Linked DNA regions of Triticum aestivum: region 1 is linked to region 2. Evidence: chromatin contacts called from public Hi-C data. All regions are on one chromosome and are shown on one strand. Each heading gives the region's core, a stretch centred on a gene start, on an enhancer-like site or on the middle of the called end of the contact. The rest is flanking DNA. Distances are from core to core; before and after follow the strand shown.

Region 1 (5,966 bases), core at 404-2,903, 110 kb before region 2:
TTATGTTCTGTAAAGATTTTTGTTAAAATGTCACTCACATAAGCTTGGAACGCGTGACATTAGCTTAAAAGCACGAAAATATTAAATGGTATGAAACGTTTTTTAACTACCCCAACATTTTTACATTTAATAATATTTTGTTGAGTTGTGATGAACATATCTGTTGAAACACGTGAACATTTTTATTAAATGGCATGAATCACTTTTTAATTAACGCAAACATTTTTTAGAAATTATGTAAACATTTTATGGAAATGTCATGAACATCTTTTCCATGTGCGTAAACATTTTTAAAACGTAATGAACCATTTTTTCAATGCTATCAGCATTTTTTAAACGCACAACATTTTAAAAATTTAAGTATATTTATTTTTGGAATATTTGTATTTATACCTTGTTAGAATATTAAAAAAAACTAAACACGGATACGTTATGATATACCGTGTGTATATGGTGCTGCACACGGAAACTTTGGGCCCAACCCATTTGAGGTGGCGCTGCAAGCGAGCGTCCCATAAAGATCTTGTACCAAGCAAGGTATAGGCGCTCCGCGTGGCTGGGGTTTGTCACCGTCCCTGCTTGCAGCCATCACCCACAACTCTTTTAAAGCAACGGTTGGAAATATCTTGATAACTTGAAAAAGTCCACTCCTGAAATAAGGTTCCCACTATAACGGTGACAATTTCTCAAAAAAAAAGAGGAGATGGTTGACATTGAGCTACAGTCTTTTTTGAAGAGTCCACTGTTTATGTTCAGTTTGCCTGTCTCCATGTTAATAGTTCAAATGTCATAACTACCTTCCCTTATTTTGTTCTCCTTCTGTTTTAACAATGCGTGGGCTTGTTTGCAACAGTCGGTTTCCGATCGAGATGAGTCAAAACTTGCACCGGTTCCAATCAACCAGCACACGGATTTCAAAAAGGTTAAATATGCTTTGGTTCCTTGAGCTCGCAGATTTCGGTTAGAAAAAATCTCTCGTCAATCCAGTTGCCGCCCACTTTCTGTGTTTGTCAAACGAATATACCTGCCGCCCATGCCGTGCCGGTTCTTACGCAGCAGGCAGGCAGCACTAGCCAGGAACAACTCGAATTTACCTTTCTCCGGCCCTTTTCAAATATAAAATGCACCTCGCTTTCGCGCAAATATGTGTGGGACCGGACCACACTCTGCCAAATCTCCGTACGAGCACGGGCTACTACTATTTCATTTCATCCGGCTCTTTTCCCTTGAAAAAAGAAGAAGAAGGGCATAAGGGATGCTAGTGGGCCGTGAGATCTCCACTACTACCGCTGCATACACCGAGCCCATGATTCCCGGGCCAACTCGGGAGACGTTCGTGTGATGCATCGACGGCGACGGCGGCGGGCACCGGCCCCTCCCTCGTCGCCGTCGCCATGTTCGCTCGCGGACGTGACGGCACCGCGCGCGCGCGGGGGAGCAACGATCGACGGGCGCCTGCGTGCATGTCGCCGGCCGGCATCGTCACATGGGCGCGCGGCCCGCCAGTTGCTCCGCGTGGCCCGCCGGCCGGCCCATCACGCGCGGGCGTCGTCAAAGATTCGACGTGACATCTCCGGTTCTCCCTCCCTGCGCTCCGTCCGCACCGCACGGCGCACCCACCCGGTGGGCGCGTCCCCGTCGCGGGGGCCGCCCCCCACGTGTGCGCGTGGCCCTCTCCTCGCCCCCACGGCCCAGTGAAGAGCTCCCCCATCCCACGTGCCGCCTCTAGTGCAACCGCTGTTCATCGGCTCCCCACACCAACAGCGAAGGAAAGGGCATTTGCAGGCCCGCTGCTCGACAAGTGTCCTCCTCGCTCCTGCCCTCGCCCCGAACGCCGCGCCCACTGCGCGCCTGTTGTTAACCCTATCCTTCGCGATCCGTTGACAGTATTTAAAACGTAGGAGGATCTTAAGTTAGAGATACACCTGAACAACCAATTTTGTACTCCTATCTGATTGATTTCGATGTCGGTTTAGCTCAAGCAAGACCCCTCTAATTAACCCAAACCAGGCCAATAATCAACGATGGCCTTCCTTGATTACTATCTAAAAAAAGATCGACCGATGGGGACGCCATGTAGTAGCACTGGTTCCAGATCAGGACAACTCAAAATGGGGGGACATAATTCCATGAAATGACAGGGAGGGATGCATGCAAACATGGAGCCGGCCGCCATTGATTCCAAGTTGCATGTATCTAGCCCGGATTAGGCGAGCACAGGTTAAGACCGGCCGGCCAGCCAGCGAGCCAGCCAACTTGGCGCATCACTTCATCTCGATGGATTGGAGTCCAATCAATCAAGCAAGCAAAGTATAATGCGCACAGCACACAGACTGTCGATCGATCGACCCTAGCTAGGCTGCTCGAGGAAGGGTCGTTAACAATCGATGCGCTAAAGTCAGAGAGGCGCATTAACAAACGAAAAGATTATACAAGTATATGGTTATCATTAGCTAGCTCGCTCGCTAAGCTAACAACTGGACAGGGCAGCGCGCGATCGAGGGGCCGTCCACGGCGACGGCGCAAGGCGACAAGCGCGGGCGACGGCACATGCCCGGCGATCGACGGGACAGAGCGCCGCGCGGGATTAATTATCTTAATCCCACAGCTCTGAGAGATCGTCCGATCTAATCTAGTTAATCTAATCCCCTGCCCACTTGCGTGCCAGGCTACTTTAATCGGGCTTTAGCCCGCCATCGCCAGTTTCTTAATCAACCGGCCGGCGGGTCATTGGATGCTCGCTAGTTAGCTAGCATGATTAGCTAAGCCGTGCTTATATTAATCGCGTCGTGGCCTGTCCCGTCCACCCATCTAATCAGCTCCTCTCAGTGCATTTCACCTAGGCATGCAGGAGCTCGGATTACTTAAAGCTGAAGACGATGTTAATTAGGTTAAGTTACTCTGGTACTTTGTCTTTGTACCAGGAAGTAACTCCCAGAATAGGCGCTGCTCTTTTTCCCGAAATGACCAAACCCATGATGTCAGTGCCTCGACCGGCCTGCAATTTCTGCTGCTAACCTTTTCACAGTTTGATCTGCAATTCGTCCATATTTCATGCATGCGCGCACGTACGGCGGGAATCGGGTGTTGGGAAAAAACATGAACGAAAGCTATGTGTTTCAGCTTTTTGATTAGAAAGCGGCCGGGCACTAATTATTGCCCTCCTCTGTCTAAGCACAGCGTCGTGACAGGCTTTCTTGATGTTTTAATAGCTTAAAACAGGTAGGGCTAGCTACACAGCATGCAGCAGCTAGCACACTGGCTAATGTGCTTTAAGATCATCAACAGTGCACCCCAACAACAAGCTGTAAAGAATAGTTCCCTGCCCTCCATCAGCTTGGATTTTGGTTATAAAGCAAGACCTGACAATTAAGATCAGTATCCAAGCAGGCCAGGGGAGAAAATATACATGTTCATGTAGGGATGCAGATTTGGACTATTTGAAGCATGTCCTATGAGTATCTAGCAAGCTAGATATATACTTTTGAAAAATAAAAGTAAGCAATACCATTCACAGAATGCCTAAAATAGTTAATTAGCTAGTTGAGTTTATCAAATTAGCTAGCTGTTGGAGCCTTTGCATGTTGAAATTGAATAATAGTTGACCTAGTTTGTAACTTTGTATATTACCTTGCATTTTCAAGCAGTTATATATGTGTGTGACGGTTGTCAAGGCAATCGGCCAGTTAATCAATCATTGTTCGATCGAAGAAGGATAATTATCAGCTATACAATCAAAGGGTTGGATCGAGGCAAAAGGACATGGATTCGTCGATATATTTCTGATTAATCAGCTGCATGCACAACTGCATATGTGGAGTACCATCATGTTGCCACACGCATGCATGCTGCTCAATTATGCTAGCTGTCTGGCACGTATGACAATTGACAGCATCTACCACTGCATATTTAGGCATATCCGGCCATGAACTGATACGTGTCTCGGCTCCTATCGCCGAGGAATATATACTATGTAATTTCTCAATTACCATGTTGATCATAGTAGAGCAGTTGTTAATATATTTGCCACAGCTACCATTACGTTTACATATCTGCGTACGTACTCGCCCACCAACCAACGAAACTCGCTCAGGGCAAATAAACAAGCCCATCAACCTGTGGTTGAATGGTTAGAGGGACAATGGTATTTTCAGCTCACCAGGGTTCAAGTCCTGGCGCTCACATTATTTTTGGATTTATTTCAGCATTTTCGGCGATGCGCTTTCAGTGAAAGGAGACGTTTCCGTCGACGACGAGGCGCCGCCTATGGCAACTTCGTAAATCTCAAAATGATATGTCGGCTTACTCTGTTTTGAAGGCCCTCATAAAGATAAAATGTGTGTTTGTGCGTTTATAGAAGTGAATGTATGCGTGTATGTATGAGCGCTTGCGTATGTACCGTGTTCAAAATAAATAAATGAACAAGCTACTAAAACAAAAGCATGTATCACCACCGTGAGAAGAATTAGGTCATCACGGGCCATGTAAAGCAGTTTTTGTCGCCGTACAAGTGTAGCCATGTTGGCCCCACCGTAGGGCATCTAGCTCAACCTCCAATACAGTGCAATGCAATACAATACTGCGCAAGATAAGTTAAGCATAAGCTTGAACACATAAACAATGGGTGTTAAGTTGGGTAAACCAACACCGTCAGGCGTCACCTACTAGCTAGCTAGCTTTAATACTCTCCTTACAATAATACTGCCATCGTAAAGCCCAGTGGAGATCGACATCGTCCCTGCGCGCGCCTTTGTCCGCCCCATTAATTTCTTCGAAACCTAGCCATCTGGTCCAGTCTCTTGCCCGTCGGTCTAGCTAGCCAGGAGTATCTAAGCTATCGTTTGTTCTGTACAGTACTGGCTGATGAGCTAGTGAGTCCGGAGTAGTAGCAGTGTTCAAACAATATTGAATTAGCTAGAGTAGTGCGACTATGATCTGACATGCGTAATATAGTTACTTATATCTGAGTAGTAGCTAATTAGATTAAGCACTGACAGGGTGCAAATAGTGGAAAGCAAGGGCATGAGGTCATGCTCATGCACGCACGCACGCATATATGTGCTCCTGGAGCCGCGGGGCTACGCCAATCAACTGCAGTTACTTGTATGCAAGTAGGCGGGCAGCTAGATATAGGACGATAATGTTTCCAGTCAAGTGATCTCACATTCTCACCCACCCAGATTAACTATGAATTGGTAGGAACCAAAGCAGAGACGTCGCTGTGCCTGTGCGATCTTTGACCTGCAGATCGCATTGATTAACTCGGCCGTGCGCGCGACGCGACGCGGCGCGAGCTGCCCTTGCCCTGGCCTGGCCGGCTCCGTTGGCACGCAGGCGCTGAGACGTGGCCACGTAGGTGCGGTGGGGGAAGAGGCGCTGTTCCGTTTGATCGCTGTGCCTGCGCGCTCTGTACGTTACGATACAGTATGGATGGAAATGAGAGGGCGCGCGTGCGCCCGGGTACAGAGGATTGCTCGATGTCGCTGCAGGCCAAGCCATAGCCATGCATGGACGACGCAGCGAGTGCGTGGCGTGAATCGCGTCGTGGCAGGGGCCGGCCATGCGTGCAGCGGTGGAGTGGAGCATGGGGGCATGGGAAGGGAGAGGTGGAGAGTGGAGACTAGTAGACGCCATGCATGCATGCAGTGCAAGCTACGGATGAGCAGACCAGAGAGAGGGAGAGAGAGACCAAGTGGAGGCCGGCTGGCTGGGATATGCTCTAGACCCTACATCTACCAGTAGCTTGCATCGATGGCAGGAGGAATGGGGGAGGCAGGGGGGATAAGCGGAGGTGGACGCATGCGTGCGGGAGATCAGGGCAGACCACGCTTGATTTGACGACGCCCGCGCACGCATGCATGCACGTTCCGTTCCGGATTCCCGGCGCCGCGGCGGGTGGCTGAACGCCTGAACCGACGGCGATCGTCTCGACTTGACGACGACGAGGCGACGCATCCATCAGCCCG
Region 2 (6,207 bases), core at 1,264-3,763:
CAATGCAATCTCTCAGCAGGTAATCGATCCAGAAATCATACCAAGGTTAGAGAATGATTTGGTGCAATGTCTTGTCAGTTTCGAGTTGGTGTTCCCACCATCCTTCTTCAACATCATGACGCGCGTTCTAGTTCACCTATGCGAAGAGGTCATCTCTTTAATTATCATGCTTGATTAATTATTATCTGATCAAATTCCATTCTCGTAAAGGCCCTGAAGCAGGCGCCGGGGAATAATCTGTGTGCATACTGCGTTTGCGAGAACATTCGCATGATGGCGTCCGAAAGGAGCAGATCTCAAAGACATGAGTGGGTACGTTTGTCAGAACACTCTTCACAATTTTTACACCATTATCGATATCTAGTCACACAACTAATACACATGCATATTGATCTCCTTCTTAACAGTTCAAAGAGGTGCGGAAGAAGCTCCTACCAGACGACCGCATAGAAGCAATTCAAGAGGAAATAGCGGGATTTTTGCTCGACTAGGTCATAGATCCCAAAGGAGAATACTTTTACCCGCTACCGCCCCCATGAAGCACTTCCAATTGTTATCGTGCTCCAAAGGCACCAATTAGTCTAATGCCACTGGCTCCGAAGGCACCAATTAGAAGAAATTGTATATAACTAGCTAATTGTATTTAACATGTGTGTATATATGTGTGAATTAATTAATGGTGGTTGTGGTTGTGAGACATTCGATGATATATATATACATATATATATGATCGGTTCTACTAGAAATTCTATTTATATATATGCATAATGTGTACAATATGTAGTATCGTAAAATACCAGCAAACGAAAAGAATTAAATGAAAAATACAAAATTAAATGAAAAAGAAATTATAAACCCAAAACCCCCCAACCTTTTAATACCGGTTGGTGTCACCAACCGGTACTAAAGGGCTCCCTGCCCCTGGAGCTGACTCGTGACACGTGGTTGCCCTTTAGCACCGGTTCGTGCTGAACCGGTACTAAAGGGGGACCTTTAGTGTCCATATTTTAGTGCCGGTTACCGAACCGGTACTAAAGGGCCTTACGAACCGGTGCTATTGCCCGATTTTGCACTAATTTGTCTTTGTCACTGCCGAGAGTACACCTTAAAGCAACGAAGCTGACCTCAATGGTCTTGTTCTCTAATTTCACCACTGCACATGAGGCGAAGAAGGGGCCGGAGGGCATGTGAGGATTCATCAAATATCGATTATAATCACCCATGGTGGTGGGTCGTACTGTTTACGCACCATACACATGTGCACACCAATGGTAAGCAAACACAAGAAGTCCTGCTCCATTGTCTGGGTCAAATCTTAGATTACTACTATTGTTAAAAAGCTGGTGGGTGTCGTAATCACGCACCTCCGAAGAACACGAATACTAGCCGCCGGAACTAAACTAAAGATCGGGTCGGAGAGCCTCACCTCGGAGGTCGGATATATACAAACTCGCTGTGCACACACTCGCAATTCTTTTATGCGTGTGAAGCTCGCGTTGACGCACGCCCATTTTCGCGAGTATTATCCCGGCCCTGATTTGTCGCCGTCTCGATCAGTCAGTACGTGTATTGTACTGCCGCGTCTGGAGATGGCACCAATCAGGGCGTGGCCATTGAAATTCGTTGGCTCCCGCGTGTGTCACATGACAATGACCCCTGATCGGAAGAGATGGAACGCCTGGGCAAAGCGCCAAGGTTTGATTGTCCTCCTTGTCCTCGGAGAAAAGCTCCACCACAACAAACCCTAGTTAATCCCCTTCCTCCCCTCTGATTATCCATGTCTCGACGGGACCCGTGGGCCACGTACGGCGCCGCGTATATGGCACATTATTCATGCATGGAGCCATGGGAGTGCTAGCATGATTAATTAGTGCGAGAATAGCTGTACATGTGCTACGATCGTACTAAGTCGAAGCATTACTTGTGAACGTAGCTTCCATCATCCCAGCAGTGTCCAGATTCCAACCAGTCCATTTTAAATCGGTCGCGCGAGTGATGATCATGACAGCATGTCGTGGTTACTGGTTAGGTTAATTAACCCAAGCATACGTACAACCGTATCGTACGAGGCCGGCTGTCCTGTGCGTGCGTACCTGGCCAGCCGTATACTATAAAGAAAAGGAATGACCAGCACAGTAAAACGTCCCTAATTTAGACGCGCCCCCTATGCTAGCTCACGCCTTCATTTAGCCTTGTCTGCCTACTGTCCACCAGACTCTGCGCTGCGGTCACAACGGCATCGGCAGGCGCGCACTGGAGCTAGCTAGCGCGTGCGCTAGGGCGGCACGTACGCGCGGTACGTGTCCGCGCGCGCGCGCGCTCGGGCTGGCCTGCGCCGTTGTGGCTCTAGACGCAGCCTAGGGTCCCCCGCGCGGGCGCCCGTGTCCTGGCCGGCCGGCCGGTCCAACTAACGCGACAAACGAGTCCACGGCCGGGCTCGATCGGGGCGCGTCGCTTTGGGATTGCGCGGGCCATCGCTTCCCCGGCCCGACCTGGAGCGAGTAAAAACGGAGTTGGTGGGGGGTGCGGTGGGACTTCTCGGAATCGGGAGCCATCATGCTCGTACTACTACATAGATGAGATAGCGAGACTGCGAGGTCGGGCCTTATCAGCAGCGCCATCCCATCCCTCGCCGTCCCCCCTTCTTCCTCCCAGCCCGCCTTTAATTCGCCGCTCCCTCCATCCCTCGCCGCCACGTCCGGCCTCTTCTCGATCCTGCGCTCCCTCTTAGTACGTGTGGAGACCTCGACCGATCCGTCTTGCTCTTGCCCGGGCAGCTGGCTGCGCGCTAGCTCACGGGCCGGGAAAGCGCGCTTGGTGGAGGGGGAGGCGCGTCTCTGCCGCAAAGCGCCGCCGCCGTCGGGGGGAAGCTTGTGCTGGAGGTAAGGAACATGAGCTCGCGAGCTTGCTTTACTAGCTAGCTAGAGTGCATCATTGCTTAGAGCAGCTCTAGAGTCTAGGCAAGTCGTCAAGTTGACGACGCCGCCAGGATAGAAAGAAAAGAAAGAGTAGCCCCCCATGGATATAAGATCTTCCATTTCGTGTTGCTTGCTTCTCTCCTTTCGTAGCTGTGCTGCACTGCCGCATGCGAACTAATTAGTCTGCTGTGGGTAATCGGTGTAGTGGCGGTGGAGCTAGCGCTGAAGAGAAGGAGGTGTGGAGGGCGACCGATCGACGGCAAAGCTGGCGGCCGGCAAGTGGTGGGAGCGGCCAGATGAAGCGGCCATGGCCGGGATGGACCCTGGCGGGGGCAGCCCGGGCGCCGGCAGCTCGCGCTACTTCCACCACCTGCTCCGCCCGCAGCAGCAGCAGCAGCCCTCGCCGCTCTCGCCCAACTCCCACGTCAAGATGGAGCACTCCAAGATGTCGTCGCCCGACAAGACCCCCGTGGGCGACGCGGACGCCGGCGGGAGCGGCGGCGGCGCTGGCGCTGACCAGCCGTCGTCGTCTGCCATGGTCCCGGTCGACGGTAGCAGCGGAGGAGGCGGCAGCGGCGGCTCGGGCGGGCCCACCCGCCGTCCGCGCGGCCGACCCGCGGGGTCCAAGAACAAGCCCAAGCCGCCCATCATCGTGACGCGCGACAGCCCCAACGCGCTGCACTCGCACGTCCTCGAGGTCTCCGCGGGGGCCGATATCGTCGACTGCGTCTCCGAGTACGCGCGCCGCCGCGGCCGTGGCGTCTGTGTGCTGAGCGGCGGCGGCGCCGTCGTCAACGTGGCGCTCCGCCAGCCGGGTGCGTCGCCCCCGGGCAGCGTGGTGGCCACGCTCCGGGGCCGGTTCGAGATCCTCTCGCTCACCGGCACGGTGCTGCCGCCGCCCGCGCCCCCTGGCGCCAGTGGCCTCACCGTGTTCCTCTCCGGCGGGCAGGGCCAGGTGATCGGCGGTAGCGTGGTGGGAACTCTGGTCGCCGCGGGGCCCGTCGTCCTGATGGCCGCGTCGTTCTCGAACGCCGTGTACGAGCGGCTCCCGCTGGAGGGGGAGGAAGAGGAGGTGGCAGCCGCCGCCGCTGGAGCGGAAGCGCAAGATCAAGTGGCACAGTCAGGCGGGCCACCAGGGCAGCAGCCGGCGGCATCGCAGTCCTCCGGCGTGACCGGAGGCGATGCTGGCGGCATGTCGCTCTACAACCTTGCCGGCGGGAATGTGGGGAACTACCAGCTTCCCGGAGATAACTTTGGAGCCTGGGGTGGCGGCGGTGGCGGAGTCAGGCCACCGTTCTGATGCATGTCTAGGCAGTGCAACTGCAATCCACAGTTCTACACTCACATGACGAAGACATCACAGAAGTTTGAAGTGGCGGAGAAGCTATTGATATCCAGTACAGATGGAGAGCTTATGCATTGCTGGATTGTTCATTGGGCTGACCTTGTGATCTTGGTGCTATTTACACGCATGCATGCGTTGCAAAGATTGGGTATACAGGAGGGAGATCTATTGGAGATCATGAGAGGTATACTATGTTCAGGGAGCTAGTAGGAAGCTGATCATTCAAGGGACAAGAAACAGTTGGTCCAAGATCAAATTCTCAATAAGTTGAAAGGTCAGTGAGATCCAATGTTTTGTTTTTCTGGCAACAACGAGTGTTTTTCTTTCCCTTCCTCTTCGTTTTCGTTTGTAATGTTCTGTTCTATGATCTGGATGTATCTTGCTGTAGAATGATGTTCCTTGAAACTTTTGCTCCCCTTTCGTTTCCATGGCAAACTTCATGCATGCATGCATGCACGGTTGCTTCCAGCGTTTCACATGCATTCCATGACATATAAATTGCACATCTACGGTCAATTCTTGAATCGATGGGTTCCCGTGCTGGTCAAAATTTGTAAGCCCTAGCTTGGTCTAAAGCGTGCATGTGTTTGGAACACTGTGCTTTACATCAAGATATAAATTGTACAGTACTGGTAGGAGTATATGCAAACTAGCATGTCTCGGTCCATGAATTAAGCTCTTCTTCCTATGAGGAGCCACATGAGGCTAGTCATAGTGGGAGTAACTTAGCTAGTAACATAGCGCATTTCAAGAAAATTTTGCTTATGTGGCAAGTAGTTAATGAGAAATAGTAACATAATATGTTACTGTAACATAACGCTTCCCAATACAAGATGAGTTTACAAGCTAATAAATGAAGTCATCTATGACACTAGTACTATGTTAGGCCTCCTTTGGTTCATAGAATAGGATTATCATAGGAATATGAATCTTGTAGGAAATGAGATGACATGTATCTCAAATCCTATGAGTAGGAATAGGAAACAAGATGTCATTTGGTTGACACCAAAGAAATTTTTCCATTGAGTCTAGGCTCTTTTTTATTTTCCTATGAAATGTGGAGGATAGGAATCAATCCTATGTAGGAATAGGAATCCATTCCTATGAACCAAAGGGCTCTAAAGGAAAAAAATTTATAAGAATCCTATCCTCTAGAATTCCTATGAAATTCCTCTAAACCAAAGGAGGCCTTACTTTGCACTATGAAGATAGTACTCCCTTCGTTTTTATTTAGTTCGCATATTAGCTTTGGTTAAAGTCAAGCTTTACAAGCTTTGATCAAGTTTATATAAAAAATATTAAGATATACAATAACAAATCAACAACATTAGATTTATTATTAAATGTACTTTCACATTATATAGATTTATTATGATAAATGACTATATTATTTTCTATAAACTTGGTCAAACTTTACTAAATTTGACTTCAGTCAACTCTAATATGCAGAATAAATTAAAACGAAGGGAGTATCTTAGACTAGTGTTATATGCATCACACTAGTATAAGTTACTCCCCACTATGACCAGCCTGATGGTGGAGGTAGTACTCAGTTTTTGCTGCATACGCCCCCTCCTAGCTCAGGCCAAAAGCCTTCTGTCCCTCTCTATTTGTTTCACCTGCATGCAGTCTTCAATGGCTTCTGCCTTCTGGGGGCTCAGCTGAGCAGCTGACACTCCAGTGCTCAGTCAATTTGGCCTTTCATTGCCTTCAATTATGTGTGTGATTATATGCACAGCCACAGAAGGCTATACATTAGTACGTGTAGGTAGCAAAGCATAGATGAGAAAGTGGCAGTGGCAGCGATGCTACTGTACCGATCATTTATTGAATCTGCAGTAGAGAGGGAGGGGAAGACGCCAAGCCCGAAATTCACACTGCGCGCGAGATGAGATTCTCACCTCGTGCTTTTGTACTGGATCCTCCCAAGTACAATTTCTGGAA

Evidence for each region. Hi-C and Micro-C count contacts between places; a contact is called where the count stands out from the background.
Region 1: a Hi-C map of leaf shows a contact between it and region 2, with 3 times the contacts expected there. The contact joins the enhancer-like site here to the promoter of LOC123128172 in region 2. A contact is called at or near these places in 3 of 5 Hi-C or Micro-C datasets (leaf and an unstated tissue).

Annotation. Positions count from the first base shown.
Region 1 is chr6A:507,640,193-507,646,158 of IWGSC CS RefSeq v2.1, reverse strand. No RefSeq gene overlaps it. Among protein-coding and RNA genes, the nearest start is that of LOC123128173, 86 kb to the left of the region's middle. Within about 2 kb of position 1,653, at least 6 of the 8 cell types and tissues checked have an H3K27ac peak or open chromatin away from gene starts, as enhancers often do. A contact at or near this core is called in leaf, where this site is marked.
Region 2 is chr6A:507,531,300-507,537,506 of IWGSC CS RefSeq v2.1, reverse strand. It overlaps LOC123128172 (AT-hook motif nuclear-localized protein 25), which reads left to right and starts at 2,513. Exons shown (of 2, transcript XM_044548105.1): 1 at 2,513-2,882; 2 at 3,124-4,727. The coding sequence starts at 3,226. The coding sequence ends at 4,218.